Linked DNA regions of Hordeum vulgare: region 2 is linked to region 1. Evidence: chromatin contacts called from public Hi-C data. All regions are on one chromosome and are shown on one strand. Each heading gives the region's core, a stretch centred on a gene start, on an enhancer-like site or on the middle of the called end of the contact. The rest is flanking DNA. Distances are from core to core; before and after follow the strand shown.

Evidence for each region. A called contact is a pair of places that touch in the nucleus more often than the background predicts.
Region 2: a Hi-C map of leaf shows a contact between it and region 1, with 3 times the contacts expected there. The contact joins the promoter of LOC123409162 here to the promoter of LOC123408957 in region 1. A contact is called at or near these places in 2 of 6 Hi-C or Micro-C datasets (leaf and seedling).

Annotation. Positions count from the first base shown.
Region 1 is chr7H:190,934,738-190,941,840 of MorexV3_pseudomolecules_assembly, forward strand. It overlaps LOC123408957 (transcription initiation factor TFIID subunit 7-like), which reads right to left and starts at 3,993. Exons shown (of 2, transcript XM_045101977.1): 1 at 3,440-3,993; 2 at 2,182-2,912. The coding sequence starts at 3,783. The coding sequence ends at 2,432.
Region 2 is chr7H:191,243,987-191,250,377 of MorexV3_pseudomolecules_assembly, forward strand. LOC123409162 (proline-rich receptor-like protein kinase PERK9) reads left to right here and starts at 1,461. Exons shown (of 1, transcript XM_045102131.1): 1 at 1,461-2,541. The coding sequence starts at 1,679. The coding sequence ends at 2,152.

The sequences.
Region 1 (7,103 bases), core at 2,743-5,242:
AAACATTCCCACCACCGGTGTTGTGGCATCGGTCGGCAAGTGCCTTGCAATGGCCTATTTTTGTGAGAAGTCTAAATATCTCCAATCGAGTGTTTTTCATGAGAATTTATATTGACGAGAGGATGATGAATTTAGTTTGCAAGAACGACAATTTTCTGGCAAACAATTAACTAAGATTAATTTGCTATGCTTGCCAACTAGTTTTTTCATCCCAACGAACACAACTTGTCATGAAAAATGTTGGTTTTACCATGCAAAAAGAATTTGATGTTCACAGATTTTATTTTTGAAAGAAAAATACCAATTTACAAAGAAGGGGGGAGCTTCGTTCAGCTCTTCTTTTGGACCCTCTTATCTGGTGACCCCAGCATGTGAACTTAGCGAATACTATGATAGCGTTTGCTGGGAGGAAGTAGTTTTAGTTGTTCAAGGGGTGACAGTTTCTTTAAAACAACATCACATTTTCTGAAATGAAGGTTCAAAATTACCATCCTGCTAAGAAAATGTCATATTGCTCTGAAAAAACTGCCACGTATGATACAATTAAAACTGCAAGGAAAAACGTTTGAAATGTCATGCTCTCAGAGTGAACGGTCGCGAGCCAACTTTTCCGCTCCACCAGCCAAGCGTCGAAGCCACACCCGCCTTCTCAAAGCTTGTTTTTTAAGTGGGGCGTTCCGGTGACCGGCTCCATGGAGCCCTTTGTTTCAAAAAAAAAATCAAAAACTATTTTTTTGCGAGAATAAAAATATGCAAAGTATACAAAGATGAAATGTATAATTTATAATTTTAGAAAACTAAATTTATAATTTTAGAAAAAATTAAAAGTATGCAAGTATACAAAGATGAAATGTATATATGTGTAAAAATTAAGGATGAAATACCTTCAAATATGACCTATACAAAAAAAATCATGGGCTTTGAGGATGAATATTGTCAAGTAAAAGCTTCAGATTTGTTTTTTTTTTGCAGCCTTCATTTCAACGTATTTTGTCCTGAAAATTTACACATGCACATTATGCCTCCATATATATCTGTAATCTTTCAGGATTTTTTAAAACGTAAAAATATGAATTTTAATTTTCGCAAATGGTGGCCTCCATGGAGCTCTGCCTCCAATCAGTTTCCTCTTTTTTTTTTTCAGAAAGAACGCCTTCGTATGGAAAGACGGTCAGGTGGCCCCAACAGCCCCATACCCCACCAGACACAGCGATGCTCGGCCGCCGTACGGGCTCGGAATATTTCTAGCAGCACCCCTCCCCAGCGAAACAGGATAAGATGAGGTCCACGCCGCTTCCCCTCACCTTTCCTCCCTCCCTCGCACACCGCTGCGCGCCGCGGGGCCCAGTTGTCCCCTTTCCCCCACGCCTTTCTTTCGCACATTATCATCCCCTCCCCTCCCCACCGCCGCCCACCCCACGATTCCCATTTCCCTCTCGTACCTGAAACCCTTATCTAATCACACTTGCCCGTGGAATACAACTCTTAGCAGATAAGCAAGGGAGGATTAGCATAGGATGCCCCGTCCCGTTCACACACTAAACGCCTCCGCCTCCGATCGGGCGCAAAAGCTCATCCCATCTGCCCCTTCGAAACCTTAAACAACATCATCATCATACTTAGATTACCGGATGGGAAATCGCGCCGCTTAATTTGAGTGCCCAGCCGCGGCAGAGACGTACGGGAGATTAAGGTTGTGATCCGCCAGCTGCTTGATTTTGGCCTCCCCAGGTAAACTAATCCGGATCGCCGTTCTCTCCGGCTTCGTTAACCGGTGTACGCGGCGACCGGCCAAAAGCTTCTCGATTTCCATCCTTTCTATAGCCCATTGGAAGCCATTGCTTGTGAGGATCAAGTTAATTGCCCTCCATTGGAAGCCATTGCTTGTGCCAGATGATCCGCAGAGCGTTTGCTGTTTACGTAATCTTCGACTTTTTGGGAGGGAAAGGTTATGCCAGGAAAATGTTTTTCTTTCCTTGTGCTACTTTCGGATTAGCTGGCTAATGGTAGCAATCAGTTAAAGAAGGGCTAAAGCGAGTCGCTAACAACTGGATGGATGATGCTTATCGGATGAGGCATACATGGGACTCATCACCCACCATTTCTGCCTGTCTGCTGCCACAAGCCACTCGCACAAGCAAACAGAATAACAACTGAACCACTAACCTGTCATCAACGCCATCAGCTCAAGATCATTATCCTTTAATCGATGAGAACATGGGCAACAACCTGCAGTTTCGGTGACAGAAATGGCCACTTCGTGTTGCCATTGCCATGCCATGCTATGCTATTGTACCGGGTGATTCAAGAAGAGGCCAACAGACAGACAGACAGACAAACACAACAAATTAATGTTCTCTTATATGTAGAGACCTCTTGATTATACAGTAGCAGCAGCATCTCGCCAACCTAAATCCGGCCTACGTTTCAGCTAGTTGTATCCAGCGTTTTGCAGATCGGAGAGGGAGAATGACCTTGGAGATCGGAATGAGCTCGTGTTCGGAAGATTCATGTTCCTACTCATGACGCTCGCCTTCTGGGACGCGCTGTGCAGGGTGCGCCTGGGCGGAGGGAACCTCGGCGACGCCGGCGCCTTCTCCCTCCTGCCCTTGCCGCTGCCATTACCCTCGTCGTCGCCGTCGTCCTCCTCCGACCGGTCTTCCTCCTCCTCTTCTTCCTCATTCTCGTCGCCCTCCACCACGGTGTGGTCCAGGGAGAGGAGTGGCGGCAGGTACGTGGTGACCAGCGAGCTGCAGGAGGCCCGCCGCCGCGACCATGCGGCCAGCACGCGGCGGCGCTTGTTGAAGGGGTTCTCCGGCTTGGCGATCTCCTTGGCCGCCGCCTTGGCTGCAGCCTCGGCCAGGCTCGTGAAGGATTTGGACTTGCCGGCGTAGAAATTCGAGAGGCCCCTCCTGCGATTAGTTTCGTCTTGGGTCAGTTAATGCTCAGGGCAAACACTCCATGGGTATTAATTGCATATTTGCAGAGTATTTGGCCACCGCTAGGGTATTCACTTGACCGGGATTTCAGCTGATTAAACACACCAAATTAAATCCATCCGTGATCTTTATCGATTTGACCAGCCCAAAGATGCTAACTTTCTCCGTGATCCGTCCTAACTACTCTAGAATGCAAAGTTCAACAGAACGGGCATACTACTAGTTTTTCTAGCTCCGGTTTTGTGATCTACCGTACGTACTAGAGCTCAATGATTACACCAGAAGAACATGACTGGCCGAGGAATCGGAACAGATTTTTTTCTCAAAGAGGAAAACAAATCCATCTTTTTCTCCTAGACTGTTCGAGTAAGAAATATCCAATTTGACCAAGAAAAACTTGAAGAGATCACAACAAGATCATGCAAATTTAGAAAAAAAACTCCGGCAATTTAACTAATAATAAAGCAAAGAGCGGGAAGATGGGGAAGAAGAAAGCTTACTTGCTGGGCAGCGCATCCTCCAGCGATTCGAGGGTGCCGAGCCCCATAGCGAGCACCTCATCCACCGGCGCCTTGGCCTCGCTCTCCACGTCCTCCTCCTCCTCCTTCTCCGACGAGGAGTCCTCCCCGATGGACGAGCTATCCGAGGAGGCCGCCCCGATCGAGGAGGCATCCGACAGCGCCTCCTCCAGTTCCCGCAGCTCCTCCCTGCCAACCTCCTCCTCGTCAGCATAGAACCCGTTGTGATTCCTCTCCAGCTCCTCCGAATCCGGCCGCTGGTTCCCCTTTCCCGCGCCCCGGAACCCGTGCGCCCGCGCCATCCCCGGCGCCACCGCCGTCGACATGCGCGCGCCCGGAGCTAGCTAAGCAAGATCCGGCGAAGATCACGGACGATCACGCGCGGATCGGCTGGCGGCCGAGTGGGTGCGTCCGCCGAGGGATTGACCGCGCCGCGCCGAGCCGAGCCGGAGCACACAGACGAGGACAAGAAATCTTCGGGAGAGAGGAGAAGGGGAGGAAGGATTGGATAGAGATGCTGAGCTAGGCCAGGACTAGGAAAAGCAGGGGGCGTTTTTCTATAGTTACAGGACGACGCCGGAGCGGTCCATGCGCCGGGTCCAGGCATCCTAGCTGGGCGCGGGAGGTGGCCGGTCTTTGCCCGTCTGGCGCGCGGGCCACCCGCCATGGCGTCTCTGTACCTGGATCCGGTGTACAACTGACCTATAGACATACCGGTAGTAGTTTTTTTTTTGAACAGTATGTGATACGATGCGGACGGTGAGTATACGGTGGGCGTATCGATGCAAAAAGAAAAAACATACGGTGGGCGTACGTGTGTGATCCGGCTTGGTCTCCTGGGCCGATCGCATCGCACGTGTGGGCCGCGGCCGGGAAGCGTGTGCCGCGGTGCGAGGTGACAGGTGGGGAGCAGTGCGCGCACACGCGTTCGACGGATGATGGATGGATGGATGGACGGATCGCTTTCTGCCGTCATGACTAGTGTGTCCACCCAGCCACACCCTGGTCCGATCAGCTGGCTGCAGGGTGCCAGGGTCCCTGGATGGCCCGACAATTTTTGGTTGCCGATCGGCGATGCTGCTCCGGCATCGATCCAACAAATGGTTCGGTTCACAGTCAAGCACAAGTGTCCGGTTTGATGCTATACTTGATGACTGATGCTCCATCCACGGCCGCAACGTAGCACCCCACTTGGAGTCGAAACAACAAAAGGGTCGTAGTGTCTGGCGTTCGACAGCATTTTGGTTCAAGGTGAACTGTTACTGAGCTGATCAAATCAGCACCGTGTGTGTGCGGTGCAGACTGCTTTTCAGGTCATTTGGTTAAGACTACCCATAATAGGAGTAAGGCCGGTCACAATGAAGAGGAACTTAGCAGTAACATCACACACTCCAATACAACTTTGCTTATGTGACACGTATTTAGTGAAGAGAGAGGTGCTTGTGGTAACTAGCTAAGTTACCGGAACATCACACACTCCAAGAAACAATGAGTCTATAGCCTAATAAATGCATTGTTGTATGACACTACATACATGTTACTCCCCATTGTGGAGGTAGGAACATAGTCTAGAAAAGCGGTAGGTTCCTACCTTATGTTACTCTCCATTGTGACCAGCCTAAGATATGTAGTAACATAAATGTCACCTAAGTAAAAAAGTATGATATGACAATTAATAAATAAGAAGAGAAAGAAATTGAGTAATTTAACATGTTAGAGCATCTTCAACAGTCTGTATGTTCAATCGTTGATATAAATGTCCACATCAACAACCAATAGCATATCATACAAGCTATTTAATGAAGTGTATGTTAATCGTATGTAAAATTACTAAGCGGGTCCACTAAACATGGAAGAAATAAACATGCTTGCCTCGGAGCTTGTGCGTGAACCGTTGTTTCAAGTTCATACGATTTCATTCTCTCTCTTCTTTTATTATGCGTCATGCCATCAAAATCATCTATGTGACAATTTTATCAAGGATGATCATACAACCATTGGAGATGCCCTTACTACCTCTATAAGTAACATAGCGGATACCAAGGCAAGATGGGTCTATAGCCTAATAAATGATAGGATCAATGTTACTACCCCTATATTACTATCCACTATGGAGTTAGAGAGTGTTTGGATCCAAGGGACTAAAACTAGTCTCTTTAAGAGGCTAAAGTTTCAAGCACCCCTGACTAAAGAGAGGTTAAAACTAGTCTTGAGGCTAAATTCTTTTAGTCAGGGGTACCCTACTAAAATATAAATTAGTCATCTCTCTCCTCATTTAACTCCTCAGACGAGTTCTAGATTGGAGGGTTTGGAGGATAATAAATGTTCATTAACTTGATTTTAGTCTCTTTAGTATTTGGATCCAAGCATGGGTGAGGCTAGCAAGTTTAGTCTCAATACTTTTAGTCATGGGACTAAAACGTATCCAGCACGCTCTTAGTAACTTAGACTAGTAACATATACTTCCTTCGTACCTAAATATAAGTCTTTTAAGATATTTCACTAGGTGTCCACATACGGAGCAAAATGAATGAATATATACTCTAAAGTATGTCTATATACATGTGTATGCAGTCCATTAGTTAAACCTTTAGAAAGACCTATATTTAGAAACGAAGGGAGTATATGTTAGGCTGGCCATAGTAGAAGTAACTAAGGTAGTATCATGTACTCCCTTTGTCCCAAAATTCTTGTCTTTAATTTGTCTACATATGAATGTATACAGTCATGTATTATTATTTAGATACATCTATTTTTAAATAAAACTAAGACAAAAATTTCAGGACGAAGAGAGTACTTGAGAATAGCAAACATGCTGATGTGGTAGATAATTAAAGAAGAAAGAGGGTTAGATTAACATAGGTAGATATCGTAACATGTTAAATGTTATTCTACTATGTGTCATGCATGTCAATAAATGAGGATATCTATGATACTAGTTTATGATACTATATATTATGAAGATAGTATCATACAATAGTATCATATGCATGATACTACTATATAATACTCTACTTTATGTTACTTTCATTATAAGTAGTCTAACAAAAATTACCTTGACCGGAGAAGGATGCGCATGGGTCGTCATGGACGGGGATGGATAAACATAATGACCAGACGCCAATTAATGCTTGTACATGCACGCACACCATCCGATGTATCTTATCTTGACCCATGCGTTTGGCCTTGTCATTTGTTTTTTGCCATCCGTATTGGTCCGAATCGATTGTAGGCCATGCATGTAGTCCTTCGTTTTTAAATATAATTACTTTTTAAAGATTATATTATAGATTAGTTATGAAGTTTATTCATTCATTTACTTCATACATAGTTTGTTTTTAGATTACATATAGAGCAAATGAATAAATTTACGTTAATGTTAACGCTCATATGTGTGGCACGAAGCAACATGGTTCAAACACCTTCATAATCATTCGTTTTGCCATGTCAAAACAGATGACATCAGCTGCAATCTTTTTGATTTTTGGCTTAAAAATGTTTTATCTCCTAATTAAAAAATACAATTAAAAATTCATTTTCATCATTAAACCCGTCTCGACGAGATCTTCAAAACTATATCTCATATTGATATGTTTCGATGAAAAACAATTGGTCAAAAGTTACCATAATGCTTACAATGTAGTTG
Region 2 (6,391 bases), core at 211-2,710, 310 kb after region 1:
ACCCCAGCCAGTATGCATGCCAACCTTTTCCTCTAGCTTCAAATCATTGGGTTCACCACAATTGTGTTCTAGGGCAACGGTTCCATTCGCGCCAAAAATGCTATGCACCAGGGTCTGCGAGTAGTTCGTGCCACGAAATGTGGAGTAGAACCCTATGTTGTGTCTAGTAGAACCCTATCAGAGCATCTCCAACAGTCCGTATGTTCAATCGTTTGTATAAGTGTTCACATTAACAACCAACAACACAATATACAAGCTCTTCAATTTAGTGTATGTTAATCGTATGTAAAATAACTAAGCGGGTCCACTAAATATTGAAGAAATAATCATGCTTGCCTCGAAGCTTGTGCGTGAACCGTTGCTTCAAATTCATACGATTTTATTATCTCTCTTCTTTTATTATGCGTCATGTCATCAAAATCATTTATGTACTAATTTTACCAACGATGATCATACGATCATTGGAGATGCCCTCAGGGATTGCAGTTGGGATGTTTCCCTTCTGACCTAGGAGTCGAGATGTAAAAAAAGAAAATGTACATGGTTATATGTGTCTCATTTGTATCATAAACAAGTCACGTATACACCGGCCTGGTAAAACTGAAAAGATAGCAACACGTTGCACAAAGAAACACCGATCACCAAGAAGTAGTAATAATAATAATAATAAATGTACATGGTAATATGTGTCTCATTTATATCATAAACAAAGTCACATACACATATTCTATATTCATTTCAAAATGTTTGTCTAAGATTTATCTAGATATGAAGTATCTACCACTAACACGTGACTAGAAATTTTAAGACGAAGGGAGTATATCATAAACCTTCAAATGGCTCATCAAAGGTGTAGCCACTACCACTGAATGAATCAGGTTGGAGCAACACTCCTGACATGCCATTAAATTTTAGATCTGACACTGCAACTCGACTAAAACGTCGACGGAGAAAACCATACCTGCCATCCGCGAATCATAAACCCATCACACGATTCATCGGCTTTCAGATGTCGTCGATGCAAACCATAATCTACATCGGCTTCTAGACTACCTCCCATGCTCCGCGGCGGCGCGGAGCAAACACCGATAACCGATGACCTTGGTGGGAGGGGAGCCGCACGAAGGAAGGCGATGGCTACGTTTAGTCGCTCAAGCCCGAGAGAGAAAAATGACTCTCGTGTTTGCACGATAAGTTACGGAGCACATTTGTTTGATCGCGATTTTAGCGAGATGCTAATTTTTTTCTATTTTGCCTTTACAATTTAAAAAAAAAATCAGTTGCATATGTAAAAAAACAATTCAAAAGTACTCAAATGCCCCCTTTTATTTGGATAAAAAATAAATAAAATAAAGGGTCCTATATCCAAGTGAGAGATCCGGAACACGGAAAGACAACGTCAGATCGGACGGTGGGTAATTAAAACCGATTTAGCTCATATTTCCTCCAGCTTTGGTAGAGTAGAGTAGGAAAAAGGCAAGCCAGCGCCCAAAAGGCCAAGGATTTAATTCAACTTACCCCACCCTAAAGCCGTTTATCTCTTTCTCTCTCCGGGCGACTACAGTATTTAACAGCCTTGGCGCGACCTCCTCTCCTTGATCTCTCCTCCTCCCCAACCCTCTTCTCCCCTCCCGCACCCAACCATCTCGGCCCCCACCCGCAATTCACAGCGCCGGAGATGACCTCTACACCCCCGGGCGACGTCCTGCCGGCGCTGCCGCCGATCAGGACGAGGGCGGCGGCGGCCGATCCTGCGCTTGACAACGCATCGGCCTCGACGACGACGGTGCCGGAATCCGAGCCCCTGCCGGCGCCCGCGGTGGCGGAGGAGGAGGACATGGTGGTGGCGGAGTCCCGGACGCCGGCTGCGGTGGCGGACGAGGGCGAGGAGGAGGAGGAGCCCAGGACGCCGACCTCGGAGGAGAGCAAGCTCCGGCCGCCCACCGATTGCCCCGGCGCGCCGAGGAAGCCCGTGGCTTTGGCCGGTACGAGGCCATCGCCGAAGCGTCCGCTGCGCTACTTCGACGCCCCGCGCGACCTCTCCGCGGTGTTCATGTCCCTGCCGCCCAAGAAGCGGATCCGCGCTCCGCCGTGCCTGGTCGCCTTCCGCCCCAGGTGCGGGGCCGTGTGGGGCCATGGATCGGCACTGTAGCCTCGCGCGGCCGGCCGGCCGTAATTTATGGGCTCCACGCTGCAATTGTTCATTTACCGGCGAATTCTTGGAGTTCTTGCGTTGGGTTCCTCTTCTTTCTTTCTTTCTTTCTTTCTCTCTCTTTTCTTGCGGCGGCTTCTTGGTTTCCACGGCCATGACGATATAGTATAATCTCCAGTGCAAATAACCTGTTGTTTTGCGTTCTTTTTCTTTCTCTGTCATTCTGATTCTTAGCGCGTTTGTGTGAAGGAGAAATTGTAGAATCGAAAAGGTTGCTATTTATATAATTAATATAGGGATGATGATGATTGGGGAAAAAGAACAGGAGTTGTAAGAGAATTCCCTGTTAATTACCGACTACTCGTATTACAGTTAACAGTTCTGAAAAAGTATCTCAAGTGCTACATATGGTGTTCTTTCCGGTTTTCCGTTGAAATATCTTGATTCTTGTGCCTGCCGCAGCTCCAATTTTACACATGTTGCCAGTCTGACAAACGGCAGACTCTTTCGGTGCAGCTAATTAGTTAACTCGTGTGGGCCTGAATTATGAAGAAGAAAGAAAGATTTTTGCTCAAATTAACCGAATTCGGTCAAGTTAATGGCTTTAAGCTGTTCTGTTGATCGAACCACACAACACATTGTGTGGAGAGGAAAAAAATGTTTTTTCTTGTTGGAATTATTGGTGCAGTGTTGAGCAGACGAAAATTGGTCAGGTGGAGGGGGATGGGCTTGGATGTACTTTTGGTTCTTCTGTCCCAGCACAGCACCGGTGCGAGTGCAGAAGAAGATTTGCAGCAGAGCAGAGAATCTTCTATTCATGAGAACAACATGACATAAGTTTTTTCTGCAAAAAATAATAATAATAAAATCCTAGCTGCACTTGGCTGTTTCAGTGTTGCACATTTGGTGTTCTCGAGTTAACTGGCGTTCTTCAGTTAACTCAGGCGTCGGTTGGGATTGTTGAGATCCAAAGCGGAAGGAAGGGGAGGTCCGTTGCGTGTTTGACGAAGCCATGGATGCATGGATCCTGAGTAAGTGGGAAGGAAGCGGAAGGCTGAAAGTTCCGTTCGGTTGGCTTCACTCACATCACATGGGCTGTTACATTTTGCAGTTACAGAATGCATGCATGCTCCTCAGGAATAGGTCTCGCCCTTGTTTTAGCAAAGCATTATTACTCTACGCGTGAAGAGGGAGGGAGAGAGAGAGAGAGAGAGAGAGGGGCATCTTCCACGGTATGGGAGAGGCGGAGCCGGCAGGCGTACAGCATGCGTGGCCGTACGTTGGTACTTGGGTTGGGCAATGCACGGCCATGGCTGGCACCGTGTCTGCCAATGCCATGGCCAGGGGAAGAGAAGGAGAAGTAGGGGGGGGAGGGAGGTGGAGGGATTCGTGCGGTGCGGAGACAGGCGCATGTGCCGCCCGGGGGATCGTCAAAGCGGGTGGGGAGGACGCGGTGAAGCGAAGAAAGGAAGCCAAGCAACCGGGGAATCTCAACCCCGTCCCGGTTCCTGCTGCAATCATGAGCCGCCTACCTGCCAAGCCCGCAATCATGCTGGATAAATGGATGCTAAAAACTTCAATTAGTGATGCATGTTCCTCTTTGCTGCAAGAAACAAGTGCACAACGATATGATCTAGGGATGAATTTGTCAGCATGGAAGTCGGAGCGGCGATCGGGGGTTGATCCAGCACCCACTGGTCCTAACGGATCAACCTACCAGGATTAGATTAGGTGAGCAGACCACAAGAAAATGAGAGACTAGAAACGGCAGGTCATCCACCGTAAAGTGCGTACTAATACCATACTGACCGGGCCTCCTATTTAACGAACCACCAGCTGTCTGTATGTAATAGTAGGAGTACATGTCCGCTTCATCTGTTTTGGCTGCGCACTAATCCCAAATTAAGACATGCGACGAATGCCAGAGCGGCCAAGTCGTATACTCTGCCTAAACTAATTAATCACGACCTAGGATTCCCCTGGGAACGGCCAATTGCGCATTGACCTTTGCCCTGCCCGGACGCCCGCACGAATGGCGCGTTTTAACCGCAGTAAAAACGCACCCCGGTACTACTACTACTATGCGGCAAACGGAGCAAAAACAAAAAAGAAGTTAAGGCGTGTGCCTGTTCTTGCAGTCCCCTACATTCTCTGACAAACAAGCACGGCGCGCAACGCAATCTTGGTGGCACGACAAATCTGCTGCCCGGTTTGCCATAGCCTGATCTGTGCAGAGTAATTGGATATCTGATCGCATGGTACGATACAGCGTCGTTTAATTTAAGCTGTCTGCTCTGCTTTGATTGTTTTGATTATTATTTCTTTCGTTTCTAAATGCTTCCTTCGTTCGAAAATACTTATCGAAAAAATATTATATTTTAGTTTTAGATACATCGATCTTTATCTATTTTTGCAACAATAAATTCCGGACGGGGGAGCTTTTATAAGTTTTTATAGTGGTTGCACTACGAACTATATACAAGGAAAAATGAATGAATATACACTTTAAAATATATCTATATACGTTCGTATGTAGTTCGTACTTGTATCTTTTAAAAGACTTATATATATGAATAGAGGAACAGACCGAACCCCCAGCTCCCGACCCCTCCTCCGTCGCCCCGCGTGCGACGGGGAGGGCGCCTGCGCCGCCACCTCCACCCTCCTTCTCCCGCTCCTCCTTCCTCGCCGCCGCCATAGGGCGCGGCTGGGCAAATCCTGGCCGGCGCCGGCGCCGACGGGGCTCTCTCAGCTCCCCACGCAGTGGCCCTCGCGCGGGACGAGGCGACCACTTCGGGACGCTGCATTGGCGCTGGGCGCAGCGGCGCGATGACTCTCCCGCGCGGTCTCGTCGGCGGCAGGGCCTGCTCGTGTGCCGTGCGACGGGCTGGTGGCGGAGCAAGCCAGCGGGGTGGCTCTCCTCTCCGTTATGGATCGGATCTGGCTGGTGTAACGCCCAAAATGCGATTCTATTCTTAATTTGGCATGAGGGCCTCGTCAGGGATAGAAGCGCATCTCGTCGTTTTGCAAGAATGAATATCGTTACAAGTACATATACTGAAAAGATGAGATATATGGAATTGACTTACACTCGCCACAAGCTACAACAGAGTATCCTCGGTACCTTACATAAACATCACGAAGAAGAGCAGAGTCCGACTACGGACGAAAATAAACGAGAAAAGAACGACGTCCATCCTTGCTATCCCAGGTTGCCGGCCTGGAACCCGTCCTAGATCGATGATGAAGAAGAAGAAACTCCAAATGAACAATCAACGCGCTCGCGTCAAGTAACCTTTACGTGTACCTGCAACTGGTGTTGTAGTAATCTGTGAGCCACAGGGGACTCAGCAATCTCATTTCCAAAGGTATCAAGACTAGCAAAGCTTAATGGGTGAGGTATGGTTAAGTGGTGAGGCTGCAGCAAGCGAATAAGCAATATATGAGGTGGCTAACTTACGAGTACAAGAATAAAGAGGGGGGATGATCTACGTGTTGGGTAACATAGCATAAATTCAAAAAAAATCATACGCATATTCATATCTTCCTATGGAGAGACCAGCAATGAGAGAGGGGTGAGTGCATCTTCATATCTTTGAAGATCGCTAAGCGGAAGCGTTACTAGAACGCGGTTGATGGAGTCGTACTCGCGGCGATTCAGATTGCGGTGTGATTTCGATCTAGTGCCGAACTACGTCACCTCCGCGTTCAACACACGTGCAGCCCCGTGACGTCTCCCGCACCTTGATCCAGCAAGGAGGAGGGAGAGGTTGGGGAAGATCTCCAACAGCACGACGGAGTGGTGTCGATGGAGAGACGAGGTCTCCCGGCAGGGCTTCGTCAAGCACTGGCAGAGAGGAGGAGAAAGAAGAGCAGGGCTGCGTCGAGGGAGAGGGAAAATTGTGTGCAAAACAGCCCCAACCCCCCCCCCCCCACTATATATAGGAGGAGGGGAGGGGGTGCCATCCCTAGGGTTCCCACCCTAGGTGGTGCGGCAGCCCCCCCCCACATGGGAGGTGCGGCGGCCAGGGCAGGGGGGAGTGGTGGCGCACCCCTAGGTGGGCCTTAGGCCCACCAGCGCCTACGGTTTCCCCCTCTCCACCTCCTGTGCCTTGGGCTGAGTGTGGGGGGCTCACCGGCCCACCTAGGGGCTGGTTCCCTCCCACACTTGGCCCATCTAGCTTCCCGGGGTCGTGGCCCCCTTCCAGTGGACCTCCGGGGCCACTCCCGGTGCTCCCG